Regions from separate parts of the Zea mays genome. Here all the other regions are linked to region 1. Evidence: chromatin contacts called from public Hi-C data. All regions are on one chromosome and are shown on one strand. The core of a region is the stretch at or near the end of the contact, and the rest is flanking DNA. Distances in the headings are between cores, read along the strand shown. Region 1 holds the start of LOC100282722 (outer mitochondrial membrane protein porin). Region 2 holds the start of LOC103639550 (receptor kinase-like protein Xa21). Region 3 has its middle 23 kb from the start of LOC100304315. Region 4 holds the start of LOC100193375.

What was found. A called contact is a pair of places that touch in the nucleus more often than the background predicts.
Region 2: a Hi-C map of tassel shows a contact between it and region 1, with 2.5 times the contacts expected there. The contact joins the promoter of LOC103639550 here to the promoter of LOC100282722 in region 1. A contact is called at or near these places in 4 of 25 Hi-C or Micro-C datasets (ear, leaf and tassel).
Region 3: a Hi-C map of leaf shows a contact between it and region 1, with 4 times the contacts expected there. The contact joins the enhancer-like site here to the promoter of LOC100282722 in region 1. A contact is called at or near these places in 3 of 25 Hi-C or Micro-C datasets (ear, leaf and tassel) and 1 of 3 datasets of contacts at active chromatin or transcription factors (leaf).
Region 4: a contact with region 1 is called in a Hi-C map of ear, with 6 times the contacts expected there. The contact joins the promoter of LOC100193375 here to the promoter of LOC100282722 in region 1. A contact is called at or near these places in 19 of 25 Hi-C or Micro-C datasets (bundle sheath, ear, endosperm and 5 more) and 1 of 3 datasets of contacts at active chromatin or transcription factors (seedling).

The regions. Positions count from the first base shown.
Region 1 is chr9:158,364,144-158,368,487 of Zm-B73-REFERENCE-NAM-5.0, forward strand. LOC100282722 (outer mitochondrial membrane protein porin) reads left to right here and starts at 2,393. Exons shown (of 7, transcript NM_001155629.2): 1 at 2,393-2,549; 2 at 3,039-3,121; 3 at 3,625-3,692; 4 at 3,777-3,887. The coding sequence starts at 3,073. It overlaps LOC100383234, which reads left to right. Exons shown (of 1, transcript NM_001175896.2): 1 at 1-647. The coding sequence ends at 282.
Region 2 is chr9:158,166,920-158,171,263 of Zm-B73-REFERENCE-NAM-5.0, forward strand. LOC103639550 (receptor kinase-like protein Xa21) reads right to left here and starts at 2,568. Exons shown (of 2, transcript XM_008662290.4): 1 at 1-2,568. The coding sequence starts at 1,653. It overlaps LOC100304315 (aconitase3), which reads right to left. Exons shown (of 20, transcript NM_001361406.1): 16 at 4,265-4,344; 17 at 3,681-4,160; 18 at 3,479-3,577; 19 at 3,146-3,388; 20 at 2,881-3,053. The coding sequence ends at 2,985.
Region 3 is chr9:158,199,055-158,203,398 of Zm-B73-REFERENCE-NAM-5.0, forward strand. No RefSeq gene overlaps it. Among protein-coding and RNA genes, the nearest start is that of LOC100304315, 23 kb to the left of the region's middle. Within about 2 kb of position 2,152, at least 18 of the 20 cell types and tissues checked have an H3K27ac peak or open chromatin away from gene starts, as enhancers often do. A contact at or near this core is called in ear, leaf and tassel, where this site is marked.
Region 4 is chr9:158,235,689-158,240,032 of Zm-B73-REFERENCE-NAM-5.0, forward strand. It overlaps LOC100193375, which reads right to left and starts at 1,775. Exons shown (of 3, transcript NM_001138505.3): 1 at 1,342-1,775; 2 at 165-525. The coding sequence starts at 1,635.

The DNA.
Region 1 (4,344 bases), core at 1,143-3,642:
GGGAAGCTGATGGACAGAGTGTTGTGCATCATGCAATTCTGTGTGATCTTCTTCCTTGCTGCAATGCTGCTCTTCTTTGCTGTTCAGGGTGACTCGATGAAGCTACAGGCTATATGTACTCTTGGGATGTTAGTGTTCTATAAGTTGCTTCCCTCTAGAAGCGATCGCTTCCAGCCATCTTTGTTAGAAGGGATGCAGACAGTGAATAGCTTTGTAGATGGTCCCACGGATTATGAAGTTTTTTCACAACCTGACCTGGATTGGAGTCTGTATCAATCCTGAAGATCAATACACACTTTTGTTCATTACAATGACATCTTTCACGACTTCGAACCTGGTGTATCAAAGTCATTTATTCTTCTTGTACAGCTATGTAGATTAACTCTTGTCTTCTTAGATATGTATTTGTTTTGTCAGATATGACAGGCACATGCAGTTTTGGTGATGAACATGGCCTGTCAAAAAATTACTTTAAATGATACATAGTCATTTTCTTGTTTTTTTTTTTTGTTTAAGGATCTAAGGTCCTATAACCAGAAGATGTCATATTTATGCATCCTTGTGTTGTAGATTCCCTATCATAATGGATGGTGACTAGAAGAGATAATTTACATGACTGATATAAGAATCAAAATTTGTTACTGGAAGTTATTATGCTTCATAACCAGTGACGTGCAATCTGTGGCATAATCTTTTGGAAGTTTCAGCTTGGGCTTTTTTACAAATCACAAGCAGTTTTTGTTCTTGTAGCATGCACTCTGCACAGCAGCCAGAAAACAATTCATATAGATAATAAGTGGTGAATATTAAGGGTTGCTATGGTGGCGGGCTTTCAGAGTTTGAATCCAAGAGTTGTTACAGCTCCGGTCTGAGATACTATTAATCGAAACATGTAAGACTGGTTATCAAATGCACATCTATTGAGTCTGTGGGGGTAAGGAGGTGTTCATTAAATTCATTGCTCAGTCAATACCAACTTCTGCTATGATGGTGTTCGAAATTCCAGAAAATAATACCAACTTCTGCTATGATGGTGTTCGAAATTCCAGAAAATGTTTGCGTAGGAATCACATACACTATCTCCCAAACTGGGTGGGGAGATGACAATGAGGATAAGAAGATGCATTGCCAGGCGTGGTGGAAGATATTCCAAAAGAGAGGGGTGGTATTTTAGATATGCAGAGTTTCAGTTTGGCTCTGTTAGCACAGCAGGTTTGGAGGCTTTTAAGTGACACTGTTTCCTTGTGTGCCATACTTAGAGCCAAATGCTATCCCGCTCACATACGGGAAGCTGGTGCAAGCTAAACTGAAGAAAGGAAGTTCATACACATGGCAAAGTAAAGTATGCTAACAGGTCCGGAGTGTTTCAGGAGAGGATGTGTGTGCCGTATAGGTTACCACATGGGAATAATATAGTGAGTTCACTGAGTGGTCTAATTAACATGATCACAAGAACTTGGGGTAATGAACTGATCATCCTTTCTGGGAGTTGTATATTTGGTGGGAGAGTGCATGGCTCTTGCCGTAGCTGCTATGGGGGGAAAATTCAACATGCAAACTTATTCCTCTACGGCTCCTCTGCCCCCTCACATTTACCAGCTGCAGCTGCAGAGCTGCATAGATAGAAGTTATAAGAAATAGTATCAATTACTTATAACTTCTGTTTTACGGCTGGTAAATGTGAGCGGTTGCAACGGAATAAGTCTGTGTCTGATATGCATAATTTGTATAGTTTTTTTTTCCAGCACAGGAAAATGATAAATGACAGATAAAAGATATATATCTACTATAGTTAAATGTGGGTTTCTTTGTGCGTCTCCTTGTCCGGCACAACGTATTTAAGTGTGAGTTCCTTTGTGCGTCGTATGCGCATCGAGGGAGTAAATTTCCCGTCCAACATAGAAAATATCAAAAAAATTTGGGTGTGGAGGATTCAAACTTTACTCGGTGTAAAGCGTTTGTCTTCTACCACTATAACTCATGTCTGCTTGTGTTATATAAAGATCTTTACTATATTTAAGTGTGAGTTTCTTCATGGGTCGTCTTCTCTAGGAAGCGTTTCTCTAGGGTGTGGATGATCCGAACTTGTTCGCTTGATATAAAGCCCTTGGCTTTTATCACTGCAACATGTATGTTTGTGTTATATAAAGAACAGGTATTAAAAAATATAAACATATACTAATATTTTTAAAATATAATATAATAGTATTTGAATAAATATCTTATTAAGTAAGATCTATTATATAGAAAGCGTAGAGGAAATAACCAGTATAAAGGAAACGGAGAAAGAAATTAACCAAACAATCGGTTTCATGGGCCGCTCTCCCAAGAGAAAGAGAAATCGGCCCAAGTAGCGAGCGCGCAGAAGCTAGGTGTCAACAGCTCCCGAAGAATCGGTGATCGGTCTCCTATGTTCACACCTGTTTGCTCTCTTTTCTTCCCCCGTTCACCTCGCGTGCGCCACCCACCTAGGGTGACCGCCGCCGCCCTTCGCCCAGCCGCCCGGGTTGCGCTTTGCCGGCGACGAGCGCCCACCGCACCCCCACCATGTATGCCCGCCCCCTTCTCGTCTCCTTCCTCTATGCAAACTGCAAAGCTGATTTAAGCTATTTGGCTATCTGTATGTATCCGGGTCGGATCTGAGCAAAGTGTATACACGTATGTATCATGCCTACCAACCTCGATTACATGCGTACACCCATGTCCTCTATTGGTTCCGCCCCTGGTTGGCGCCGTAGCACTTGTTACCACCAGATTTAGGTGCGGCCGCAGCCGCAGAGTGTTTTCCAGAAATTTTGGAGAGCTTCTAATTCAGCTAAACCCACTCTACCTTTGTCCGTCTCTAGTAATGATAGATGTTGTTCTAACTGAAAAGTACTGGTCCTTCCGAGCAAAGATCAATTGGTTGTGTGTCGCGATGCTAGCTTTGAGGAATCGTGCTGGATGATTGGTTCAGGCTCTAGACAGCTCGCTATGCTGCCTCTGACTATGTTGATTGTTTATGGTATTAACATGCACCTGTTGTTTTTTTCTGACAGATTGGTCACTGGAGGATTGCTGCCGTTGGTAAGGATGAGCAAAGGCCCAGTTCCGTTTGCCAACATCGGGAAGAGAGCAAAAGGCAAGAACCTTCTTCTCAACAGTCTTTACGGGCCTTAGTTTTCAAGCGGCGCACATCCTGCCATTCTATTCACTTTTCAAACGATGTCTAGTGTACTATTGATAACTTGTGATGTTCTGGTTGGGTATAAGAATGCACTGAATGATTCTCCTGGTAGTAGAAACCTATATAATCATCACTAGATGCCTAATACTTAGTTCTTTTCAAGTCATTCTCTTAATTTATTTTGTACATTCATAGAGAAACCACACGTTATTTTGGCGCAGTATCCTGTGATGGATAAGACATGGACATATAAACATAAACTCAATCTTGTGAGAGCTCTGTCTCTGTCTATCACTGAACATTCTATACTCTATAGAATGGCAGTTATTTCATATCTGTCGGGAATAGTTGTGAAGTACTTTATCTGTTTTGGTATGTGGTATGACAAGTACACATACATTTTTTGTCAGATTTCTGTGCTAGCAAACTTCATGTATTAATACTTCCTGTACTTATAGATCTTCTGTACAAGGACTACAACTTTGACCAAAAGTTTTCTTTGTCGACGTCTAGCGGCTCTGGTTTGGTAAGATGCTCACACCTGTTGTTTTAGCTCCTTGCAGAAACTCTTTGAATTTATTTTTCTGATAACATGCACCTTTTCTCATAGAATCTCACAGCCACTGGTGTAAAGATCAACGAAGACTTCATTGGTGATATACGGACACAACATAAAAGCAGTAGAACTACTATTGATGTCACCGTTGATAGTGATTCTAAAGTAAGTTTCATTTAAACTTTGCTTTTCTGCATCTGTAAGTTTTTTTTTTTGCGAGCCTGGTAGGATAGGTTATTTGTTTTCTTGATCAGGGCTGGCACTGCTATAACTAAGTATCCTGCATGAGATGTAAATATATCTTGGCATAAGAAATATTAAGTTCCTTACCTTATATCCTAGGGATACATGCATTGATTATAGTAAGCAGCAGACATACACGGCTAATAAATTCCTTGGGTAGGATATAGTGTTAAGTGTACCTAGTGCCTAGTGGTAAGCATCTGGTGATTCCTATGTATTTAATGGTAAGCAGCAGACATATACGGCTAATAAATTCCTTGGGTAGGATATAGTGTTAAGTGTAGCTAGTGCCTAGTGGTAAGCATCTGGTGATTCCTATGTATTTAATAGGGCCTCCTTCCATTTTTAGGCTAAGGTTTGCGGACCTAAAGAACACGTG
Region 2 (4,344 bases), core at 1,318-3,817, 200 kb before region 1:
GTAAAGTGCTTGCAGGTTGATGAGATTACCGATCCCTTCTGTTATTGTTCCAGTTATATTGTTGTATGCGGTGCTGAGATACGCCATCTGTGTCGAGAGGTTACCGATCGAATTTGGCAGCACGCCATGGAGATTATTTGAACTGACATCTAACACGGTCAAGTTGCTACAGTTGGTCAGACTAGCCACGAAGCTCCAATCAGCGTCATTTGTTGCTTCAAACTGGTTTGCTGCGATTGACACTTCAGACAGGCTCGTCTGCTGAGCTCCTAAGCATCCTGGAATTGTCCCCGACAGGAAGTTTTCTACTGTCATAATAGACTGAAGCATGGAGGCGTTGCAAAGGGACCGCGGGAGCACGCCTTGGAGTTCATTGTCTGACACATGGAAATAGTTCAGATTCGGAAGGCTGCTTCCAATGTTAGGTGGAAGAGTCCCATTCAGGTTGTTGTATTCTATATCCAGACCCCAGAGAGAGGAAAGATTGTTGAACAATAGAGGGGGCAAGGGGCCTTCTAGTTCATTGTACGACATTTCGAGTAGAGTGAGGGAGTAGAGGTTGCCAAGCGAACTGGGTATGGAACCTGAGAGATTATTTCCTGGCACAGAAAGGTATTGTAGCAGCTCAAGGTTTCCTAACGATTCTGGGATCTGACCAACTAGAGCATTTTCTTCGAGATCTAGGAGTACTAATGAAGAGAGGTTGCCTAACCAAGAAGGGATGGTCCCTTGGAGTTTGTTTGCCCCGAATTCAAGCACACTAAGCGACGAGAGGCGTTGCAGTGGTAGAATGCTTCCTTGAAAACTGTTTTGGAAGGCGTAAAGAACCGTCAACGCTGACAGGTTTCCTAGTGAGCTGGGGATCGTCCCTGAGAAGTGATTTGCACCTAGGTCCAGCAAGTTGAGGTTGGCAAGGCTGCCTATCTCTCTTGGGATTTCTCCGGTCATGCTGTTAAATCGCAGGACTAGTTCCTTCAGATTTACAAGGCCTGCTATAGTGGAAGGGATTCTCCCCGTCAGTCTTTTTCCCCCGAGACTGAGTAGCTGCAGGTATTGCAGGGAGCCTATCTCGCTGGGTACTCCCCCATGCAAACTGTTGTCGTCGAGCATGATCTCTATCAGGTGGCTACAGTTTGAAAGCGACGGTGGGATCTGGCCAGATATGGAGTTGTGGTGAAGCTGTAGAGTCTCTAGGTCATGGATGTTACCGAGCTCCGGAGGCAGGATTCCATGGAAGCCATTAGATGAAAGGTCGAGCCGCCTCAGGTAAGTGAGGTTTCCTAGCGCGGGGGTGATGGTGCCAAGCAAGTTGAGCTCGGGGAGGTCCAGTGCCACCACATGGCCCCGGCGATGTCCCCTCAAGCCGCACGCCACGCCGCGCCACCGGCACATGGGAATGGACATGTTGCCCCACGAGGCTAGGGCTCTCGTATGGTCGCTCCCCACGAGGGACTTGAACGACATGAGCGCGAGCTCGTCGGAGGAGTGGAGGGCGTGTGCTGATGCATCTCCATGGGCTGCGTTTTTGGCGAGGCAAATTAGGGAGAAGGCGAGCATGTGGAAGATGAGCATCATCATAGTGATGCTGATTATATGTTTCTTTGCAGACAATGCATGGTGCTTATTATATTCTGGATCGGATGGAGTTGCCATTGCGACGACTGACCCGAAGAGGGAATGTCAGGCTTTTTCCTGTTTTAGTCATGCTGCAAGAGCAAGACTGGCGTTGGATATCTTTGCCAGTCAGAGTTTGGTTGGCGACCACCAATCTAGCACTGAGGCTCTACCTAGTGTTGTACCTCTTTCTATTTTTTGTCTACTAACCCATGGTCAAGCTTGGTCAACTGCAACAGGTTGTATATAAAAGACGGGGGCATCCTTAGGCCCAGCTGATAGCAGTTAGTTTGTATAATCCTTTCTAAAATATAATTCGTTTTAGACTAAATCTGTATTCATTCAATAACATATGAATATAGTTTGTATTCATTATCATTGCATGGTGCTTATATTGTGGATGGGGCTAGGCACCACTTGCCATTGCGACGACTGATCCGGAGAGTCCTAGTCATGCTGCAAGACTGGCGTCGGACATGTTCGTCAGAGTTTGCTTGGTGTCCACCAATCTAGCACTGAGTCCTTGTCTTGGTTGGAAGGCCTTTTGCTTTTGAGTGCCATTTAGAGATCCTTGCAATTGAAATATATTTTGATAATCATAATTTATATACAAATAAATTGCATGGTATAGGTTGCAATATAGAAACAGACCATGGACACCGATGAAATCTTTTTTTCTCTCTCGTAACGTGTGAATTTAAGATAGAAGATTTATATCTAGATTTTGAAAAGTTTTACAATGTTAAATGCCGAACCAAGTAATTTAGTCCATCAAGTATATTTCAGCCGCTGAAAGGGTTCTCTACGCATCGTTTGCTTTTGCCCATCATGGAGCCACTCCCAAAATCACGTACCGACCTCGCATCAGTTGCCTTGGCCTGCTGAAGCTGCTTATGTATCCTGTCATTGCTTCAGGGTCATTGCCAGTCGCTCGTGAAAGTGAAACGTTAGCTGGTAAGAGGCAAAATACACTCACTGTAACAAACAGCTTTCTGTAACAATCATTTCCAAATCGCTTGAAGCAAATGGAATAACCGTTTCACCAGTCAAAAAGGTTCGTAATACAAAACTCAAAATAAAATCAGCTAATCGATTGTTTGCAGTACTAATTTGAGTACCACCAGATAACAAGAACCGCTTTGAACTGCGTCAGTGTTATGAACTAGTGTCATTTACAACATAGGGAATCATCTGCCAAATGTATATTCAGATATTGCAGGAGTTAACATATTATTAACAGTGTCTTAAAGAAAGCAAAAGGTTACTAAAAGTTCAGACAGCTCACTCTGAGAAACTCAGAGGTTATTATAAGTACTCAAAAATGGGTCGTTTACACCAATTACGATTCACCGCATCGCAATCATCTCAATCTACTGTTCCGCAATCTTTCTGATGACATATGGTAGAATGCCACCATGGTCGTAGTAAGCAAGCTCCACCTGGAGGTGATCAGTAACGGAAACATCAATAACCAGGATACACATAAGCAGCATCAGCGAGTAATGCATGGAAAAGAACAAGCATACGGTACCTCAGTGTCGAATCTGAGTGTGCAAGTGAACGACTTCCCATTATCAGTTGTCACGGTAACATCTTGGCCAGGCTTTATCTCACTCACATTGGTTGGAAGGTGGACCGTGTAGCGCTCATGGCCGGTTAGGCCCAGGGTGTCTGCATCCTCCCCTGCTTTGAAGCATAGAGGGATGATTCCCATGCCAGCAAGATTGCTGCGGTGAATCCTCTCAAAGCTCTTTGCTATCACAGCCTTCACTCCCTGTAATCAAGTGAAAGTAATCCCGTTAGCCATTAGTGAGACTCAGAAGGTTAGTTTAGGCTCAAGAAACTATTGTGGAAGCATCGTTACCTGAAGCATTGGGCCCTTTGCAGCCCAATCCCGAGAGCTACCACTCCCGTACTCGGCACCAGCCAGGATAATAGTATCATGCCCTTCATTCTTGTATTTCTATGGCAAGCACCAAAACGAAATTGGAGGGGATGGAAATTTAGATGTCACATAGATGTAGCTTGTATCACTGAAGTAGAAAATATGAGCTAGAATTATATACCATAGCAGCATCAAAAACTGAAAGCTTATCCCCAGATGGAACATGGATTGTCTTGGGTCCAACCTCACCCTTCAAGAACTTATTCACGAGACGAATGTTGGCAAAGGTTCCCCTAGCCATGATCTCATCATTTCCTCTTCGGCTACCATATGAGTTGAAGTCCTTCCTTTCAACACCACGCTCCTTCAGATATGTTGCAGCTGCGCTGTCTGGGTGAATGTTTCCGGCAGGCGAGATGTGGTCAGTTGTGATACTGTCACCAAAGTTCAGAAGGCAATATGCATCCTTCACTGGTCGCGGGCCAGGAGGAGTCATTGTCATATCCTTGAAGTAAGGAGGCTCATGGATGTATGTAGATGATGGATCCCAGGGATAGAGAGTGCTTGTTGAGACTGGCAGCTCATTCCACATAGGATTTCCTTGGGTGATGGACTCATATGTGCTCTTGAACATGTCAGGAAGCACACTTGACTTGACAACCTGACAGAATTAAAAGCACAATCATAAAGCCCATTCTGACTATAAAAGGTTTTACATCACAAGTGAAAGGAAACATAGTCCAATATACAGTGCTGGGTGCTGACCTCGGCTATCTCTTCTGTTGATGGCCAAACATCCCGGAAGTAAACCTCTTTCCCATCTTTCGAGATTCCAATAGGTTCTT
Region 3 (4,344 bases), core at 902-3,401, 170 kb before region 1:
CTGACGTCACTGGACAGTCTGGTGGCACACCGGACCGATCTGGTGTCTGTCATCTATGAAAGGTGGCCAATCAGGATCTCGGACACTGGGCTACAGGACCCGGCCTAGTGCGCCCGTAGGCAGGATTTTTTTTGGGCTTCTCTTAGGGCTATAAAAGGACCCCTATGCGCCAATAACCAGTACCCAAGCATCTCAAGAGCAAACCAACACTCTGAAACTATGCGATCACGTCTTATAGTGTTTTTAGTGAGATCCGATCGCTAGTTTTGTGTTGTAATTGTGACACTATGTTCTTGCGCTCATTTCTTTTTTTGCGTGTGTTGATGCGTTGTGCTTTTGTGTGCATATTATTTCTCCCTTCCCTATTCTAGTTTGTGATTGTGATCATTTTGTAAGGCTGTGAGACACTCCAAATTGTGGAGATTCCTCTCAAAGGAGAATACTGATATAAGGAAGAAACAGTGGCACTCAAGTTTGATCGTTAGATCACTTGAGAGGGTTGTTCAAAGGAGGACACCGCAACGTGGAGGTGGGCTTTGGGCGAACCACGAGATAAAAATCATTGTCTCTTGTGTCATTTACTTTATCGCGATTTTCCCTTCTTCCTAGTTCTATTTATTCACTTGTATTATTGCTCTTAGAATCTTTCATATCTTGAAAGAGCAATCAAGTGAAGGGAATTGTTTTCTCTTATTCTCATCTAAACTTGGTTTTAATTTGCTTTACCTTAATCATTAGACCAAGTTTGTGTTGCTTTAAGCTATTTTTTTGCAGGATCACCTATTCAACCCCACTCTAGGTGCTCTCAGTATTCCTCTCACACAAGCACGAGAGTCCAACGCTCCATCTTGTTCAGCACCACATTGGACGTAAGAGACTTTCTCGAACATGGGAATGAAGCCACGACGCTCAATGTGTGTTTTGTTCAGCTTTATGAATCGGTAGAATAGATTTCTAAAAGTCTATAGATTTTCTCTAGTTCGATTCAAAGTCGCATCTTACCCTAGATTTTCTATATTTCCCTAGATTTTCTATATTTATGTCATCTATATTACTAAGCTATCGTGCTCTAGTATAATCTATAGTTGACAGTTTCAACTAAACAGATTTTAACTTTCTCACAACTCACGTCAATTTTCTCGCAACTTAGCGTTATAATCCGATTTTCAAGATTCCACGGTTGAACCAAGCAAACTCTCAGTGTTGACCGTGGACCCAAATAAGGGTTTATCGGTTTTATGATGTTTAGGGGGTATAAATGTAAATCCTTTAAAAAAGTAAGCTATAAAAATATCGGGCAGCGTGTAGCTCCACAAAATTGTCGTTGGACCTGGAACTTTCCGGCTCACGATCAAAGCTGCGGCCCATGTTTATGCAGGCTCAGCCCAGACACGTGAGACGGCATACATATGTTCTTGACTTCTTACCAATCTGAAATCTCCAGTAGCCCAGCCAACATCTGCAGGCCGGCCACTCGGTACTTCGACATGACTGCAGTCTGCGGATCGCTGACTAGGGATGGCATCTGATACATATCTATATCCGTACTTATTAAAAAAATTATATTTGTCGGATTATCCATATATACTCATAGCTTTATACGTATAAAATCTTATCCATGTACTCGTTGGGTAACCCGTACCCACCAACAAAATCTTAAATTCCAATATACCAATCACTCAAAATATTAAATAAGCGTACAAAAAAGTTCAACTTCACATGTGACAAATCATATGATTACATAAATTGGTAGCTAGATAAATAATAACTAGATAAGGGTTTTATTTTAGCTAACATGTACTCTATTAGATAGTTATAGAGATATTGATGTAAATATATTTTATCCATAGGTAGGCGGGTCCGAGTAGTACTAACCCGTACTTATACCCATCTACCCAGCGAATAGAAGTTCTTATCCATTAATATACCTGTAAGTAAAGAAATCATCACATATCTACTTTTATGTCGGATAAAACCTGTCGAATATTCGGGTTTTGGATACCCATTACCATCTCTATCGCTGACCAATCTCCGTTTAAAACAGTCTTTTTTTCACGAAAGCAACTCAAATGAGAACTCCAGTACTGAAACCATCTGCTACGCGCCTACGCCTGTGACGCGGACGAATGGTGCTGCCTGCAGGCCGCGCCGCACTGTTGGGCTACAGGCCATTGACTTCCCGGGCCGGCCCGTCCACACGAGATCACCTGGGGCAGAGTAGAGATGGCAACGGGTACAAACCCGCTGGGTTTTGCCGTCCCAAACCCGTACCCGTGAAAAATATCTATGCCCATTAAAAAACCCGTACCCGTGACGGGTTTGAGATTTTGCCCAAACCCGTACCCATCGGGTTAACGGGTACCCATGGGTTACCCGCGGGTTTCATCTCCAATATAATTATCTTCTCATAATCAATAAGTATCATAATGATTAATGATATCATGATCCAAAATCTATGTAATGAACAACGAGTTCATGATTTGGTATAAAAATTATTAGTAGAGGGAATGAAATACAAATAATAAGTTGTATAATTAAGTGACCTTGCACTAAGTTATCCATCCACCACATATATAACGCTAGTAAAAACTATAATAGCAAGCAAGCAACACTCTCACCGATTACTGATACATTCACCAATTGTTAAAAATTATGAAGCAAATAAGGAATAACAAGTTTGTTGTTCGTTTATAAAATAAAATGACAATATGCACTAGGTTTGGTCGGGTTTAAAAAACCCACGGGTTCACAGGTTTGGGTATTATAGGAACAAACCCGTACCCATAAACCCGCTGGGTACAGATTTATGCCCATTAACAAACCCACGGGTATGAAAATTGGTCCAAACCCGTACCCTAATGGGGTAAAAACCCATCGGGTTTCGGGTTTCGGGTACCCATTGCCATCTCTAGGGCAGAGGCATGCAGTGAAGTGGTCACGTGGCGGTGGCGCCGTCCCTGTCACAGGCTATGACTGTGACCCGGTGGAGTATGTGAAGTTGTGAACTGAGAATACCAGGCATGAAACTATCAAGCGCTGTCAGCAGATCTCGGCGCTTACGTGAGTTGTACTGGTGAGTAGAGTAGAAATTGTTTGTTTCGGTTTTTTTCTAACTAGATTTTCTGAAAATCTAGTTTTGGAGAGAATCTGGATGTGAATAGAATCTAAATATCAAGGAGATTACGTGCATAAGATCTAGAAAGCGAGGGATTGCTGTCGTGAGGACTCGATCGATTTTGTTTTTATGTTAAATTTGAATGATTTTTATAAAAACTAACAAAAAAAACTAGAGCGTTTGAAAGTATACAGCAGCTTTTGCTGGTACGAAGCTAAAAAAAACTCAAATAAACAGGGCCACGTGACACGCCGTGCGATGCACGGCCAGCACCACCTACTTTTATCGTCAACGCGTACACGACAGAGAGGAAGACGGAAGACCGCCGGCAGGTGCAGGTTGCTACTCGCCTGGTATTCGACTCCCCCACACTGATCGCATATTCGCATATACTAAACTCTAGTCTAAATTTCACATATCAATTAAAAAAATAAACATAAATTAACTATATAAACTATGGATAATTTATAAGATTATTAACGTCAAATTCGATCGTCCACTAGGGCTAAATCATCGATGTTGTCACGGACTAAAGACAGAGGAGGAGCGCCAGGATTACAACATAAAAGTATCGACCAATTCATCAATATTATATAGTGAAAAAATACCGTATAATGTTATCAAACTTGTTTCTAGACTTGGCCACATTCGACACTAGATGTGCGGAATAAGAATTTTAGTTCTTTACGAGCTATTCTAGTCTATGAGTTCTTTTTTTAGCTAATTGATTTGCTGAATTAAAGTTGTGACACAATAACAATATCAAGATAATAAAGAAGATGTCTTGATGAATGTCTGATCGATGAGATTTTACTTTTTATATAATGACTCTGGTGTTCATGAGGCAGCTAACATTCTTTAAGATAATTAAAAAACCAACTAGCCTCGAGGATCCATGAAAATGTAGGACCCCGTGCAGGTATGTATCAAATTCGTTGTGTACACAACAACTACCAGGTATATGTGTATTTTATATCCGGGACACGAGAAACCAATGTTTTTAAATCTATATCAAAGATAAACAACTAGCATAGTTGTCGGCGTTTCGAGACCGGGGGGTCCCCGAGCCGACGAGTGAGTGTGCCGCGTGCCCCAGCCCAGATGGGTCGAGCGCGTGGGCGAGCACGAAGGGGGGACAGGCGAGGTGGCCGGAGACGGGCGTGAGAGAGGTGGAGATCCCGCGGCCTTTGTGTTCGTCCCGCGCCCAGGTCGGGTGCGCTTGCAGTAGG
Region 4 (4,344 bases), core at 525-3,024, 130 kb before region 1:
ATTGCATCTTCAACTTTAGAGGAACATTCTTATGCCTCTACATTAGGAATTGTTCAGGTTTAAAAACAGTGGCATATAGGTTGCAAAACAGATGGCCAAATGTACCAACATAAAGCACTGGATAACATAGCTATAGGATAAAGGTGGTGGATCAATCAATTTACCTAAGTTCATATTTTTCTTTGCCAGAAAATACAGTGATGCACCAAATCCTGTTGCTAGGATAAAACCTGGCACATCAGGGCTACTGTACGCAGACGGCAAAGATGTCGAGCTTCCACTAGCATAGGTGAAAACCATTAGTGCACCATAAACACATGACTGGATGCCCAAGCTGCTCGAAGATGGAGTCTCAAATGTAATGGGTGCATTCTTCATGGTTGCCTGCATCCACTGTGGGACTGTCCCAGCTCCTGCACTCTTTACAGGTTTAACATCAGCAAAGCGGATGCGGTTATTAGCAACCTTTCCAGCCCTCCGCTGTGATAAGCTCTGCATAAGCAACATGTCATAGGCTGCTTCGACCTGAAACCAAAGAAAGAAATGGGAGTCAAATATGGCAACAGGGAAGTGTATGAGATTGGATACTTGAGAAACAGCCGCAACTACTTGTAAAACCGTCTTGACATAGACAGTTCAGAAATCACAGAAGGGTCTGAGTAACAGCCACAAGCAAGTGTAGTTATCAAGAGTATAACTTGCAGAAGAAAGCAGGAAGGAAATAGAGGTAGTTTATCGGAACAAGAAAGGCTATAAATAAATGTCATAAAATAACAGCAAGACAAAAAAAAAACGAGCACTAGGAACACAGGAAAACAAAGTTCCCAACATTTTTATACCCCCTTTTCCAATCCTATGGAACAGGCTACTACCTCAAAATATGGCAATACATATATGATCGTGAGATCATCTCCACCATGGATATGAAAAGACCAATACCTCTTCAACGGTTAAGCTAACCCACTGCATAGCCTTTTAGAAATCACGCATGATGCATCGCACATCCAAAATGCACGAACCAGTGAACAGCCAGTCCATCACCAACTTAACGAGCTATAAGTAAATTCATCATCCTTCCCCTCCACTGTAATATGCATTACGTGCATAAACAATTTTTGCTTTGCATTTGGAAAGTACTGCGTAGAATATATGATAATAACCCCCATCGTTTCAGACATTCCCGATTGATCCAGGCCACTTCTTAGTACTAAATTAGCAACTTCAATCGGAGGTACCAAGGAAGCAATAAAGAAACGCTCTATTCCTCTGGGCGGCTGAGCACAACAAAACGCGGGCGCGAATGGAATAATAACGAGTAGGGGGAGGGAGAGTCTCGGGAACCTGGGCGACGGCGTCCTGGTCGTCCTTGCAGGAGGCGAGGACGGCGTTCTTGGCGCGCAGGATTTCGTCGAACGACGCGCCCTCTGCGACGCCGAGCAGCTTCAGCGCGTCCTCCACCGTCATCTCGAACGGAGCCGGCGAGGAGTCATCCGCGCGGGAGGCCGACAAGCGCGGCGGCCTCCACCGCGAGCTCGGGAACGTGCAGCACCGCCCCGACGTCAAGGCCACGTGCCCGCGGAGCAGGGTAGTGCCGCCGCCGCCGCCGCTGAAAGAGAGGGTCGTCGCCGTGGCCATTATTTCTCCTCGGCTGCGCTCCCTCGGAGTGCGTGTGCCCTGTCCCTCTGCGCGGATGATTTTCCCCCTCACACAAGGCCCTCGGAGTGTGGTATTTCGCAACAAATCTGGGCCTTTTTTGTAAGAGAAGTTTGGATAAGCTTCCAGTTCCGAGGCGAACCTTCATTTTATCGTGTAAAATTTGGATAATCTCAAAAATAACTCCTAAAAACTAATTTTTTAAGAGCATATAAAAATTATTAGCCAGAGTTTAACACTTTTTTCAACAGTTACATTAAAGATAAATCGAAAATATTTTAAACTAGACTAAATCAGCCTTTGGTCCGTGTTGATATGTTCCACGGGTGTATTGCGAGTGAAGATTTTGACACACGAGTGCAACCCGACCCGAAGTTTTGCGGGTGTGGATGTGTATTTCTATTTTAACCCGTATGTGATCTGCACCAGACCCGAAATTTGGTTTACACATTTTTTTATGCAATGATGATTAAGATACAATAGTAATTATTTTAATAAGTGACTTGGCTAATTATTCATAAAGTGTTTTGTTGTTGATTAACATGAGAAGGCTTAAAATCCATATATATAACTCAATTATTGTTGATGTTTAATTACTTATATCTAAATTATTGTTTGAAAGTGTATAATGTATAAAATTTACGGATGACCCGAAACCCAAAACTCGATGGATTTAGATGTGCTCAGGTAGGGGTGGATAACGAGCCAGCTCGGCTCGGCTCGTTAAGGTAACGAGCCACGAAGTCAGTCCGGCTCAGCTCGTTTAGCTCGCGAGCCAGAGCAGAAAAAAATAATATGTACATAATAATTATTTTTAGTTAATTTCAAACTAATTTAACAATAGAAAATAGTAATTATACTCATAGTTTCACAAACCACGTCAATGTAACACCAAATTAACACAATTCATCACTCATTAATTCACAATTCACATACATGTTCATCAGTTTAACCCATAATTATATTTGCATAGACCAAATTAACACATAGACATAGTTCATTAATCATTAATTTAATTTATAGGCCATAGACACCTCACATATATATAACATGTTCATCAATTATTATGTAAATGATATGCATATAGTTTCGTTTGCCTGAAATATGGTAGCTTGTTTAGTTCGCAAGCTGGCTCGTTAACATACCGAGCTGGCTCGTTAACAAATCGAGTTAGGATGTCCACTTAACTCGTGAAAAAAATTCAAACGAGCTGAACTGACCATGAACCGAGCGAGTCACGAGCATTTCGTCCAGCGCTATGCTAGGACGGGTTAACGAGCTGGCTCGTTAACAAACCGAGTTAGAATGTCCACTTAACTCGTGAAAAAATTTCAAACGAGCTGAACTGACCATGAACCGAGCGAGTCACGAGTATTTCGTCCAGCGCTATGCTAGGACGGGTTTGTAAGGTTGCGTCAATTGTTGCTAACGATAAAAAATTGAAACACTACGGGAGTAGACAATCAGCAAACGGACATGAGAAGCGGTAAAAAAACTGGCCTGGTCTTGCGCACGCGTGTGTTTCGGACGACTTCAAATAATCCCCTTTTAAGTTTTTAAGTTATAAATGAGGAAGTTTTAAGGATTATGAAAAAGTTAAGAATATTTTTTATCTTTTTGTTTCAGTTTCTTTTCAACTTCTATCTACCAGAAGCAGAAGCTATTGTAGATGTCGGGGACCATAATTAGGGGCACCCTCAAGGCTCCTAATTCTCAGCTGGTAACCCCCATCAGCATAAAGCTGCAAAGGCCTGATGGGTGCGATTAAGTCAGGGATCGGTCCATACGAGGGACTCGATCACGCCTCGCCCGAGCCTGGCCTCGGACAAGGGCAGCCGACCCCGGAGGATCTCCGTCTCGCCCGAGGTCCCCCTCCAGCGGCGAACGTGTTCCCGGCTCGCCCGAGGCTCTGTCTTCGCCAAGAAGCAACCCTGACCAAATCGCTGCACCGACCGACCAAGTCGCAGGAGCGTTTAATGCAAAGGTGGCCTGACACCTTTATCCTGACGCGCGCCCCAGAGCCGAAGTGACTGCCGTCACTTCGCCGCTCCCCTGACCGGCCTGGCAGAAAGACAGCGCCGCCTGCGCCGCTCCGACTGCGGTGCCACTTGACAGAGTGAGGCTGACAGGCAGTCGGGCCCGGCCGCAGGCACCATAGGAAACTCCGCTCCGCCCGATCCAGGGCTCGGACTCGGGCTAGGCCCCGGAAGACGGCGAACTCCGCTCCGCCCGACCCAGGCTCGGACTCGGGCTAGGCCCCGGAAGACGGCGAACTCCGCTCCGCCCGACCCAGGGCTCGGACTCGGGCTAGGCCCCGGAAGACGGCGAACTCCGCTCCGCCCGACCCAGGGCTCGGACTCGGGCTAAGCCCCGGAAGACGGCGAACTCCGCTCCGCCCGACCCAGGGCTCGGACTCGGGCTAGGCCCCGGAAGACGGCGAACTCCACTCCGCCCGACCCAGGGCTCGGACTCGGGCTAAGCCCCGGAAGACGGCGAACTCCGCTCCGCCCGACCCTAGGGCTCGGACTACGCCCTGACCTCAGCCGACGGTCTCCGCCTCGCCCGACCTAGGGGCTCGGACTCGACCTCGGCCACGGAAGACAGACTCGACCTCGGCTTCGGAGGAGCTTCCACATCGCCCAACCCAGGACGCAGGCCAGCCACGTCGACAGGAGGCGCCATCATCACCCT